3 separate regions of the Drosophila melanogaster genome follow, and all the other regions are linked to region 2. A link is a contact called in public Hi-C data. All regions are on one chromosome and are shown on one strand. The core of a region is the stretch at or near the end of the contact, and the rest is flanking DNA. Distances in the headings are between cores, read along the strand shown.

Region 1 (3,396 bases), core at 92-2,591, 1.9 Mb after region 2:
TAGAAGTGCATGTAGTTTCACTAAGCGCAATATAGTCTATCACCTGTAAAATAGTTGAAAGAAAACAAAAACAAAGATAAAAAACGAACGCAAAACAAAACTAAAACTGATAAATTCAAGCGTCATAGTAAAAGAAATAAATAGTAATGTTTTAAAAAGCAAATATTGAAAGCGATTTACCTTTTCTGCAACTCTGGGCTGTGGGCTTCGCTACCAGGCGAACAGAAATTTCAGAATGAGACCAACGATCTTTTGGAATTTCGTTTTCAGTATACACCTGCTATTTATTGTAATCGCCTGATGCAAAAAATCAATATATTTACCATAAAAATGTGCATTTTGTACAGACTGGCAGTTTGTTTTCTGCTACTGGTTATGATCGCCTGGTACGAAAAATCTAAAAATTTTCCTCAAAAATGTGTAATTCCTTATTCAAAATTGGAAATTCTAATTTTTTGTCGTTGAATTTCATCAGGCAGCTGGTTTTGAAAATCAATAATTTATTGATTTATTTATTTATTTTAGCGAAACTTTAAAAATTATGGTCCAAATATGGAATGTCATACATCGTTGAGCTCGTAATTGAATTCCGAAACAAACTGTTTTTAAAAATGTGAATTCTATTTTTTGGCCATTTTTTGCAAAATTATAAAAAAAATATAAAAAATTGCCAAAAGTTAATGGGATCGTTAGGATTGATAATAATCAGCTATTATAAAATTTTAGGATATCTTATGATGAAAAATCCAATTGCAAATATCAAATTTTGAACAAAATGCAAAACCTTGTCGATTTTAGCTTGTTATTCGTATGACTTACATCAATTACATTAGCCAGTGGGTTGAAAGACTTTTTAACCTGATCTGGATATGAATGATCATTCATCCATAATATGTACTATATTGTAAATATGCATACATTATAACCATCGAATATTGAAGGACCAGTTTTTTATGATGGCTTTGCGGCGGTTCAAGAACCCCGAGGCGCCGGTGAAAGTGCAAATTGAAGATGCGTGCCCTCGTGATGATGAGTCAAGTCGCGGTAAACCCGCTGGAACACTGCTACTCTTAAAAAAAACTCGCAGGAATTCCAAAACACCAAAACAAGAAAATTCCCAAAAAAAAAAACCAAAAAAACAAAAACGAAACGGGTGCCGAAAATTCGAAACGTGATAAGCCTCCGCACACCGTCAATAAAACAAAAAAATAAGAATAATAACAATAAGCACGCGTATGTGTGCTTATGCATAAATAAATTAAAGGCGTCTGTGTGCGTGGGGCAATTGTAATTAAGTACTCAATGAACCGCAGGGAAGTAAAAAAAACAAAAAAAAATGATCACAGATATTAACAAAAACAAATAAAAATAAAAATTAAACAAAGCGGCCAAACAGGCAGCTAAACCGGCAATCGGGGAATCGGAAAAAGGAGCTCCGCTCGTTGGACAAGGTCAAGTCGGTGTCGTCGGCAGCTGGAGCGGATAAGCCGCCTCATTCCGGGGGCTTTGGCTTCGGTCTCGAACTCGAACTCGGATTCGGATTCGGATTCAGTTTCGCCTTCTGATAACCGACGCCCCCGGTTGCGTATAAAACATTGCCGGTGCGGCCCAAACATCAGCACTTGCGGACCAGCATCCCAGTTGATAACACCTCGCTCGATCCCAGAGTTTCCACCAGAGATTACCCAAAACGAAATCCAGTATCGAGCAGTATGTCGCAGTTTAGCACCGTTGCCGCATTCCTACTCCTCGGCCTGGTCGTCATCCTTGGCGGCCACGTTGGCCAGGCGGCCGTTGCCAAGGTCAAACTGAACAATTCATGTAAGTTTGTGCTGGTGATGTCCACTTGGGTGCAAACCAGTCATATGCCATACTAACTCTTTGCTCCATCGCTTGCAGCGCATCCCGGCAAGTGTGTGCTGGACACGAACACGATCCTGTCGCCCGGGGAGACGGGTCTGGCGCCGGATCTGCCATGCGTGCGGGCCGAATGCCATGCGGATGGCTTGGTGACCTTCAAAACCTGCGATGCAGTCGCTCCGCCACCGGGCTGCAAGCAGCGCGACTTTGTGAACATCAATCGCGAATTTCCCGCTTGCTGCGAGCGGAAATACAATTGCGACAAGCACATCTAACATCTTAAGCCATTATTAATTGCCATAATCCTTAAGTTGCTCAACTAACTAGGAGGCAATGGGCAATGGATTTGTTTTCAGCTTATTATTTCGTTCTTTTTTTTTTTTTTTGTTTGTTTTTATTTATTGTGTATACTACAACATAACAATTAAAATGTAAACGCTTAGCAATACAATTAAATAATTTAATAGAATCATTAACAGAAAATACATATGCATGTACGCTTGCTTGTGTGGGCTTAGTTGGGTGTGGAGTATGGTGAGATGAGGTGTGTACATTCCCCCAACCCAACAATCAATCGCATCTCGTCATCCGATTCGGCTCGTTCTGGCGCCGGGTCATAACGTTGGACCACTGGATAGCCATGTACCATCTGGGTGGTATGCATGGCCGTGGTTGAACGCTACATTCACTACACTAACTGATTACACTAGATGGCTGGCGCGCATTAGACGCAATAAAATCGAATTAAAAAGTATTAAACAAAATCACAAGGACGAAGAAGGCAGGGGAGGTAATGTTACTAGGCATGCATACATACATACATACGTATATATGTACACCTGCGTGTTGGCTGTCCGTCCAGAACGAGGCGAATCCGAATGTATGGATGGATTGAATCCTTTTTGGTGTGTTTGGTGTGTCCTGTTGCAATCGCAATTTCCTGCTTCTCATAGTAGTAGCTTTTGCTAATTCGTTTGTTGGTTTGTTTCTTGGTTTCTTGCTTACTGTGTTTCCTCTTATTTTCTTTTTTCTTTCTTTCTGTGTGTGTGTGTGTGTGTGTGCTTGTGTAGATCAGCGCGACTCCGCCACGCCCCATTCCCCATGGCCCATGGCCCATGCCCCATGCCCGACCGCCTTCTATCGGCTGAGATTGTTGATGTAGAGCGCGTGGAGCTCCGTGCGGGGAGTATTCTCGAAGAGGGCGGCCCGATTCTGGCCCTCACCCTTCTTGACCCAATGCCCGTAGACACGGAAGGCACAGCCATCGATGACCTACAACAAAAGTTGAATTAGTGTACTATATTCGATATATGAATTGTTGTAGCAACTCACCTTGCGCAGAACCTTGACGCGATACGGATCCCGGATGGCCTCCTCAACGTGCAGCGGCTCGGCGGTGAAGCGTAGGCGCCGTATCCGAATGATGGCCCGTATCACGAGTATGGCGAATTGGAACTTTTTGCGCGCGTTGAAGCGACTTTGTTTGCGCAGCTAAACATCAGAAAGAGAGAGACAGAGAGAGAGAGAGGGAGAGAG
Region 2 (3,457 bases), core at 490-2,989:
CATGACGCACCTTCTCGAACGGAGAGTGCGGCAGACTGTTGCCAAATCCGTAGCACTCGCCGTTCTGGAAATCCTCCAGCGTGGGCGGCACATTGCTCAGCAGCTTCACGCGAGCGGGCTGGGATGCAGATCTGTTGAGAACGAAGGCGTGCAGTAGATGGTATCAATGTTTCGCTAATGGTTCCCTAATGTTATTGCATATTATTCAGAATTTATACGTATAATTCGGAGATAAAGACAGCATAAAGCAATATATGTACATACTAATATGCATATAATTAGAATATATAATAATTCAGGTTAACCTGAATGGGCGCAGACTCACCCAATTTCGATGGACACAAAGTTGAAGGCAGAATACTTGGTGCAATCTTTGAGCAGCCTTTCGTTGTAGTTCAGGATGCTGTGCTCCTCGTCCGCCCGGGTAACATAGTCCGCCACAATCATGCCGCGCCCTAGTAAGAAATGTTCGTTATTCGATTGCCCCCTACTCGGATTCGTATTCGGGTTCTGAATTGGATTCGGATTCGGATGACGGTAGCTGTTGGAGGTGGTGGTCTTGGGGCAAAGGTTAATGCCGGTGCTGTTGCTGTTGTGATTATGCGGTTGCAAAATGTTTTTGTGCGCTTCAAACAGAAAACAGAAACGAAGAAAGTTTGTTTTTGCTTTGCTTTTTCTTTGGTCGCGGTTGTGAAAGTTTTAGTTCGGGCCAAGTGTTAGGTGTATGGATGAGTGTGTGTGCGTGTGTGTGCGCGTCAATTTGGATTAGTAAGTAGCTCAAATGGGTTTACCAACTGCATCGCGTGGCTTGGGCTCGCCGGTCAGATTGAGCAGGGCGCCCACCTTAAAGAAGCCAGCGGAGTGGCCGATCGCCAGCCAGGTGCCGCCCTCGCGTCCCGGCTCCAGATCGATCCCTGAAATGGGGGAATACATAAATATTTACTCAAGTTGATCCCGCACTCATGGGTAAGATGGCTTGAAATCCAATTAGGTTGCTGGGAAACAGATCTTGTGAGAGGTGTTCATTCTAACAAACTGCTATCAAATCATCTTAGTGACTAAACTATAGGTAACATCTTGATGAATACAAGCTCTCAAGGATTATACTCCATCTAAGCATAGGCATTCAAGGGCATAAGCCCCACCACTTACCTCCGTAAACATGATCGGCATTCGCCCACTTGGCTGCCGATAGGGTGGCGCGGGCAAAGAACTCGTCCCGATTGGAGGCCAGGATGAGCTTGTAGCCACCCGGTTGCGGATTCGAGTCCGCACAAAAGAATATCACGCACATCGTCGGAATCCTATACTTATTTGGCTATTGTTGCGATTTGTAGTGCCTTGAGGTTGTGGGACAACTGCGAATGGGATCCGGAAAAGTGGGCTTTAATCTCGGTGGGGCGTCGGTATCAAAATGGCAGGTTGTTCGGCTCAGTCTTCTCTTTGTTACTTTGTGGCAGTGGAACTATAGCGCCGGTTTTATCACCAAATAGCCGTACGTACGTACAGCTGATATACAGTCTTATCCGTTGTTTGCGAGACCAGCTAATCTAAGTGGTAAATGTAAATGGTTTGGATTGGTGGGTGTTCTCTGTGAGCCGTGCCTCTATGTGATATATACATATCTACGGGGCAAAAAGCATTCCCGTTAACGCAAACAAAGCAGTATTTTCTGAAATTTCAATGACCGGGTTGCCTTGTTTTGATTTCTCTTTTAATTTTGTTTTTGTTTTGTTTTGGCGTTGCCAGCTGACAGGAGAATCGATAAGAAAATCGTTAACACTCTGCTGCCCTGTGCAATATTCTTTTAGCTATTTTATTAATTGCTAATTATTTATTTGTGCAGTCTATGACTTATCTTAATTTGTACTTTTAAATTTGAAGATTTTAGTTCCTCATCGTGCGCTGAAACAATGATTGACCAATATGATTGTGTAATTTATTTCCAAAGCCATATATAACGTATATATAAACATATTAGTTTTTTTTGTCGCCTGTGCCGATCCAGATAACAAACTACTATTTTGAAATTGGCGTAACAGGTAGGTAGGCATTATCGCCAGTTGCCCATCTCTATTGTATGACCGTGGGCCCGGCAATCGATTGGCTTACAACTTATCGATGTTTGAAAACTAACCAAAAACCCTGTAACATAGGCTTGTAATTAAAACTAGAAAATACCATTACATAGCTATGCACTGCAATGCATAAATTAACTAACAGACCTATACAGGCCCTTAAATTGGTAAGAAAACTGATCGCTAAAATTAAAGCGAAAGAGTGGATTTTTTAGGACAAAAATACCGGTCGGTCGAGAACATTTGGGGGGAAAATCATGTCGCCATCTGGTAACACTGGCATTCAGCAGAGCAGTGAAAACGACGTTAATATTTCTGATCAATTAAACAATTGGAAAATCCGGCCGCAGATCGCGATCTAAACGTATCGCCCTCGCCACGCCCACTGCCGCCCACGCCCCCTGGCGCGGGGTCACATCGATAGAGAGCTTTGCGTGTGTGTGTGTGTGCGTGCGTGTATGTGTCGGTCGAGAGGAGAGGTGGAAGACGAAGAAGAATAAAAAAAACAGGCAGCGAAAAGCGATAAGAAACGGAACACAACACACTGGAAAAAAATTGCGATAAGAAACGGGGCGGAGCGGAGCGGAAATTGCCAAGACTCTGGGATGGATTAGCGGCACAGCCGGACTCTGAGGTTAGCCAACAGTGGGATTAGGACCAGGAACAGCCATGTCCTCCGCCGTTAACATCCAGATCGTCTCTATGCCGAATCTGGCCAAGATCGAGAGCTTCCTGAAGGATGTCAGCTACCGGGAGACGATCGAGTACAGTGCCAACTTCAACACGCGCCTGTGCAGCGAACGGCGCCACCGGCTGCCCTTCCTCGATCCGCAGACAGGCGTCGCCCAGAACCACTCGCAGCTCTTCCTGGACAAGCGACAGCGGATGCCCGGCTTCCGGCAGGGCCAGATCTACACGTATCCGGCGGCCCGCTGGCGGAAGAGCCGTCGTCAGTACTTGAGCAAGATGTACAGGTGAGGAATCGTAACCAATCGGTGCGGGATTTGAGTGACTGGCACATGCACAAGGAAAAGTTAGGTATAACTCTGGCGAAGCAAATTAGAGCTTGGAAATCTAGGAGTCTGTTACCTATGGTAATCTTATTTAAAACGAGTTAGGTTAGAAGAATATCATCTGTGTATATGCCATTCAATCTCATCAAATCCTACATTTTTCGTTGGGTGAGCTCCATATTTATCCCTGCTAATAACGAACTTTCCACTTATACAGCCGCTTTCCCGAGCGTCCCTTCCAGGCGCTACGCAAGGAGCACGAAGCTCTGGTGGCCAGCGGCGTCAATCTGGGACTGAGCAGCCTGACCAGCGGTGTGGGCTCCATGCCCGGCAGCAATAGCCTGGCCAGCAGCTCCTCCCTAACGC
Region 3 (3,631 bases), core at 568-3,067, 1.8 Mb after region 2:
GTGCCAATAATCGCGTTGATAGTTTCTGGCTATGTAATTACTAGGCAGAAAAGCACGAGGTTCCTCGTAGATATGTTGTTTTTTTTTTTTTTTTTTAGATTACAATCAATTACGCGCAGAAAGATTCGCAACTATGTTTGTTAGCTATAGGTAAGAGCGATTGATCAAGGATCTGGTTACGCACCCAATGGCAGCATGGGCTGACTTTCACAGTAGACACGTGGACAATGTCCGAAATCGCCAGTTTGATATTTCTCGATCATTTGAGCGATGCCGCGATTTGTTAGTATATATCTGGCGTGTATGAGGCCGTAGAGCATCTCGGCGGCCTGCTCGGTCATGTCGGACTGCAGTGGATTGTCCTCGAGCTCGTCCTCTGTGGATGGTAAGGCGCATTAGCTATATACATTACAATTTTGGATATGGGTAACAGCCCATTCTAAACTTACCCGGTTCCAAGTCCAAGATCATGTCCAACGCTTGCCGATAGTTGGGTACCTGCTCATTTAAACCAGTTAAATTGAATTTATCCTGTATGTAGTCCTCATCCACCTGGAATCAAAAGCGTATGCAATTAGGATCTGTACTGGAATATACTGTCATATATCCACTATATCGTGTGTTATCTGGACATGTGTGTACAGTTGGGCTCGGTATTGCCCCACCTTGCGGCACACACGCACACACACACACACACACGCGCGCGCAAAGGCAGAGATTGAGGGCTGCACTTTGCAATTGTTGCACTTATAGCGCGCGCTTAGATAACGCGATTACAGCGAAGAACGCGGGTAATTCGTCGTTGATGCTGATATGATGATGATATCTCACCTCGCAGAAGAACTCATTGCCACGAAGTCCACAGAACCAGGTGACCCAGGAGACTTCCTCGGAGCTGCTCATTTTGCTGCAAAGATAAGCGAATGGAGTTGCTAATTCATATTTTCATCGTTTTTTTTTTGCTGACAAATTATCCTGCACACGCATACCACACATGCACACCGCACTCTCACACACACAGGCAATCATGGCACACACACTGGGACAAACGCTCACGCACTATTACATACATTAAGGGGATTATTTTGCGTAATTTGGGCTGGCGTGCGAAATTTATTGTTAAAATATCTTGGAACGGAATCTTGGCACTTTCTTGTCTACCCCACCCCCCCTGCTTTCTTCACGTTTCCTTTTGGTTCCGCTTCTTGTTGCTCGCACAAACCACACTCTCTTTTTCCGCTTTTTTCTTCTTTCCTCCTCTTTTTTTTTGGTTGGATTGGCCTTTTGGGGTTTTTGTTTTCGGTTTTCCGTTTAATTCGCGTTGCTTGTACAATGTTACTAGTTTTCGGTGATCGCACCGTTGAAATTCGTGTGGTCGGGGGGCATAAAAATAAATTTTTATACTCGTATTGTGACAATTGACAAGCGCTCATACAAAATGTGCCGAGCAGCAAGAAGAAGCACACACTGTTGGAAATTGAGAAAAAAAGAGACACATATACAGGGGCCACCACACGCACACAAGCAAACACGCACACCGCGAAGCGCACATAGGGACGTGCACACACGCACGCCTTTACACCGATGAGCGCAATCCAACGCACACCAACTTGCTATTCTGTATTTTTCCCGCTGCGGCTATCTTCCAGTGGCCAGCACTCACCCAAATTGTTAATAATTACTCAAATTGATCGACTTTTGTACTGCAGCTGAACCGGTAAAGGCAAATATTGTAGCGAAGACGATGATATCAGGTATGCAATCTCGACTATCGATTACCGCTGTCCTGCGCTGTCCGCAGGCGATTGCCAATCGATGTGGCGCCGTGTCATCGCTAAGCGATGTATCGGCTAATCGGGATTGCGCGTTTCGCAACACTGGTTCGGAAAAGCAATTAACCAAACAAAACGCGGAATTATTTGTTAAATAAGCAAATCAAGCCAAATATTAAAATATTGTTTATTACCAGCATTTAGTTGGCTGTTTTGCCATTTGTCAAATAATTTACCGATTGCAGCTAGCAATATTTTCTTACAACTACTTTAAGGTATTATTTCGTTTAGTTGTATGGTAACACTATGTTGAAAGTTTGAAATGTTTGAAAGTGCTTATTTAAATTTGTATTATTGACAAAATAAATCGGGTTTTCGTATAATATTTTCTCTTAGTTGATTGATTAGACTAATAATACAAGAACGAGCGATAAACCCACTGCATGCATTTTAAGCGCAATCGCTCGAAAGATGTCAGAGTGAGAGCGAAGCGAGTTGCGAGCTTAAGCGAAAAAGCGAGAGCAAGGCCTTATCGCTTCAACTCGCTCAGGGCGTACGATTGTTTTGTTATATTCTGCGCTATATTACCGTTTATTTTCAAAACACACGTTATTTTGTTTTGTCTTGTTCCATTCTGTAAATAACCTTTTATATAAATTATTGAATTCGCCTTTTTCATTTCTATTTCAGTTAAGAGGGTGGACGACAGTTTTAACAGAAAGTTAATAGTTGCGCTTGATGCAAAAAATTCCTCGTCCGAATCCATCACGTTCACATTAATAACTAAAAGAGAGCAATGTAGCTCGTTTCTCGCTTAGCTCTTACTCTGCCATCGACTCGCTTTGCTCACAGCTTCTCGCTTTGCTCATAGCTTCTCGCTTCGCTACTAGCGCGCACTCTGCCGTCAGGCTTATTGATAATTTTGAAGATTTCCTTGGCTCTCTTGCGTCCATTCACAACATAGGCCAGTGGATCGTCGCGACTAGATTCCATTAGATTGTCGCACGATTCCTGCCCGATGTTAAACATAAAGGATGTGTCGATATCCTGCGGCAACTTGCCGCGCAGAAAGCTGATCTCGTTGTCGGCCAACGATGTTTTCCGCGACAAAAGCAGGGCGGACAGGTAACGTGGTTGCTTCTTCTTCTCGGCGCAGTGCATCACCAGGCCCCAGGTGTCGTAGTCCGTGTCCAGAACGTATGTGTTGTAGATGCCCTCATCTGCAAGGAGGTACATATAGAAACGAAAATACTGCTTAAAACATATATTAAACCCGGGCAGATCGAATTACTCTTTGGCATAGTAATTACCAAACTACTTCAAACGTATCACAACTACATTTTGAATAGATTTTCGTTTTGAATTTGATTGTAGAAACATTTCCATCACTCACATATGTCCTCCGTGTGCTGCCAATGTCCTGGCTCTTGGAATTTGGGTATCATCCAGGTGATGTTGCCCACGAGCTTCTCGCGCAGCGGATCCTCCGCAAATATGTAGCTAAAGTTCATCGTTATCTAATTTAAATTGAGGTATTGAGGTATAATTTGTAATAGGGATAAAGGTCCTTGCTGCCACTCACATGCTGATCCTCTTTGGAAAAGGAAAAGTGACTGCGCATGCACGCGTACTCCGGAAGTTCCTCTGTGGATGCGTAATACTGAACCACGTGCCAACAGCCCATCATGCGCTCCAAATCGAAGTTCTTAATGGCTCCCACCTAAACGGAAAATTAGTTCCATAATAAGTTAGATATGTAAGTAATTTAGAGGAGGTCTTTATAATGTTGTATAATATAATATATAATGTAATCTATAATGATAAAGATCTATTATACTTTATGATAGGAGTTTTTTTCT

What was found. Hi-C and Micro-C count contacts between places; a contact is called where the count stands out from the background.
Region 1: a contact with region 2 is called in a Hi-C map of the Kc167 cell line, with 1.9 times the contacts expected there. The contact joins the promoter of CG2444 here to the promoter of Tango2 in region 2. A contact is called at or near these places in 11 of 107 Hi-C or Micro-C datasets (the Kc167 cell line, the S2 cell line, cellular blastoderm embryo and 5 more).
Region 3: a contact with region 2 is called in a Hi-C map of the Kc167 cell line, with 2.9 times the contacts expected there. The contact joins the promoter of CkIIbeta here to the promoter of Tango2 in region 2. A contact is called at or near these places in 2 of 107 Hi-C or Micro-C datasets (the Kc167 cell line and eye imaginal disc).

The regions. Positions count from the first base shown.
Region 1 is chrX:11,703,245-11,706,640 of dm6, reverse strand. It overlaps CG2444, which reads left to right and starts at 1,341. Exons shown (of 2, transcript NM_001298206.1): 1 at 1,341-1,821; 2 at 1,900-2,331. The coding sequence starts at 1,713. The coding sequence ends at 2,135. It overlaps PhKgamma (Phosphorylase kinase gamma), which reads right to left. Exons shown (of 11, transcript NM_167297.3): 10 at 3,193-3,351; 11 at 2,247-3,132. The coding sequence ends at 2,998. It overlaps FucT6 (alpha1,6-fucosyltransferase), which reads left to right. Exons shown (of 4, transcript NM_132512.4): 4 at 1-66.
Region 2 is chrX:13,615,271-13,618,727 of dm6, reverse strand. Tango2 (Transport and Golgi organization 2) reads right to left here and starts at 1,739. Exons shown (of 4, transcript NM_132677.4): 1 at 1,153-1,739; 2 at 792-914; 3 at 326-455; 4 at 1-131. The coding sequence starts at 1,294. It overlaps tth (toothrin), which reads left to right and starts at 2,142. Exons shown (of 2, transcript NM_001298287.1): 1 at 2,142-3,052; 2 at 3,309-3,457. The coding sequence starts at 2,748.
Region 3 is chrX:11,790,719-11,794,349 of dm6, reverse strand. CkIIbeta (Casein kinase II beta subunit) reads right to left here and starts at 1,817. Exons shown (of 7, transcript NM_206692.3): 1 at 1,664-1,817; 2 at 832-907; 3 at 450-552; 4 at 185-376. The coding sequence starts at 903. Karl (karl,) reads right to left here. Exons shown (of 5, transcript NM_001298208.1): 3 at 3,355-3,492; 4 at 3,166-3,289; 5 at 2,097-2,992. The coding sequence ends at 2,619. It also overlaps asRNA:CR44962.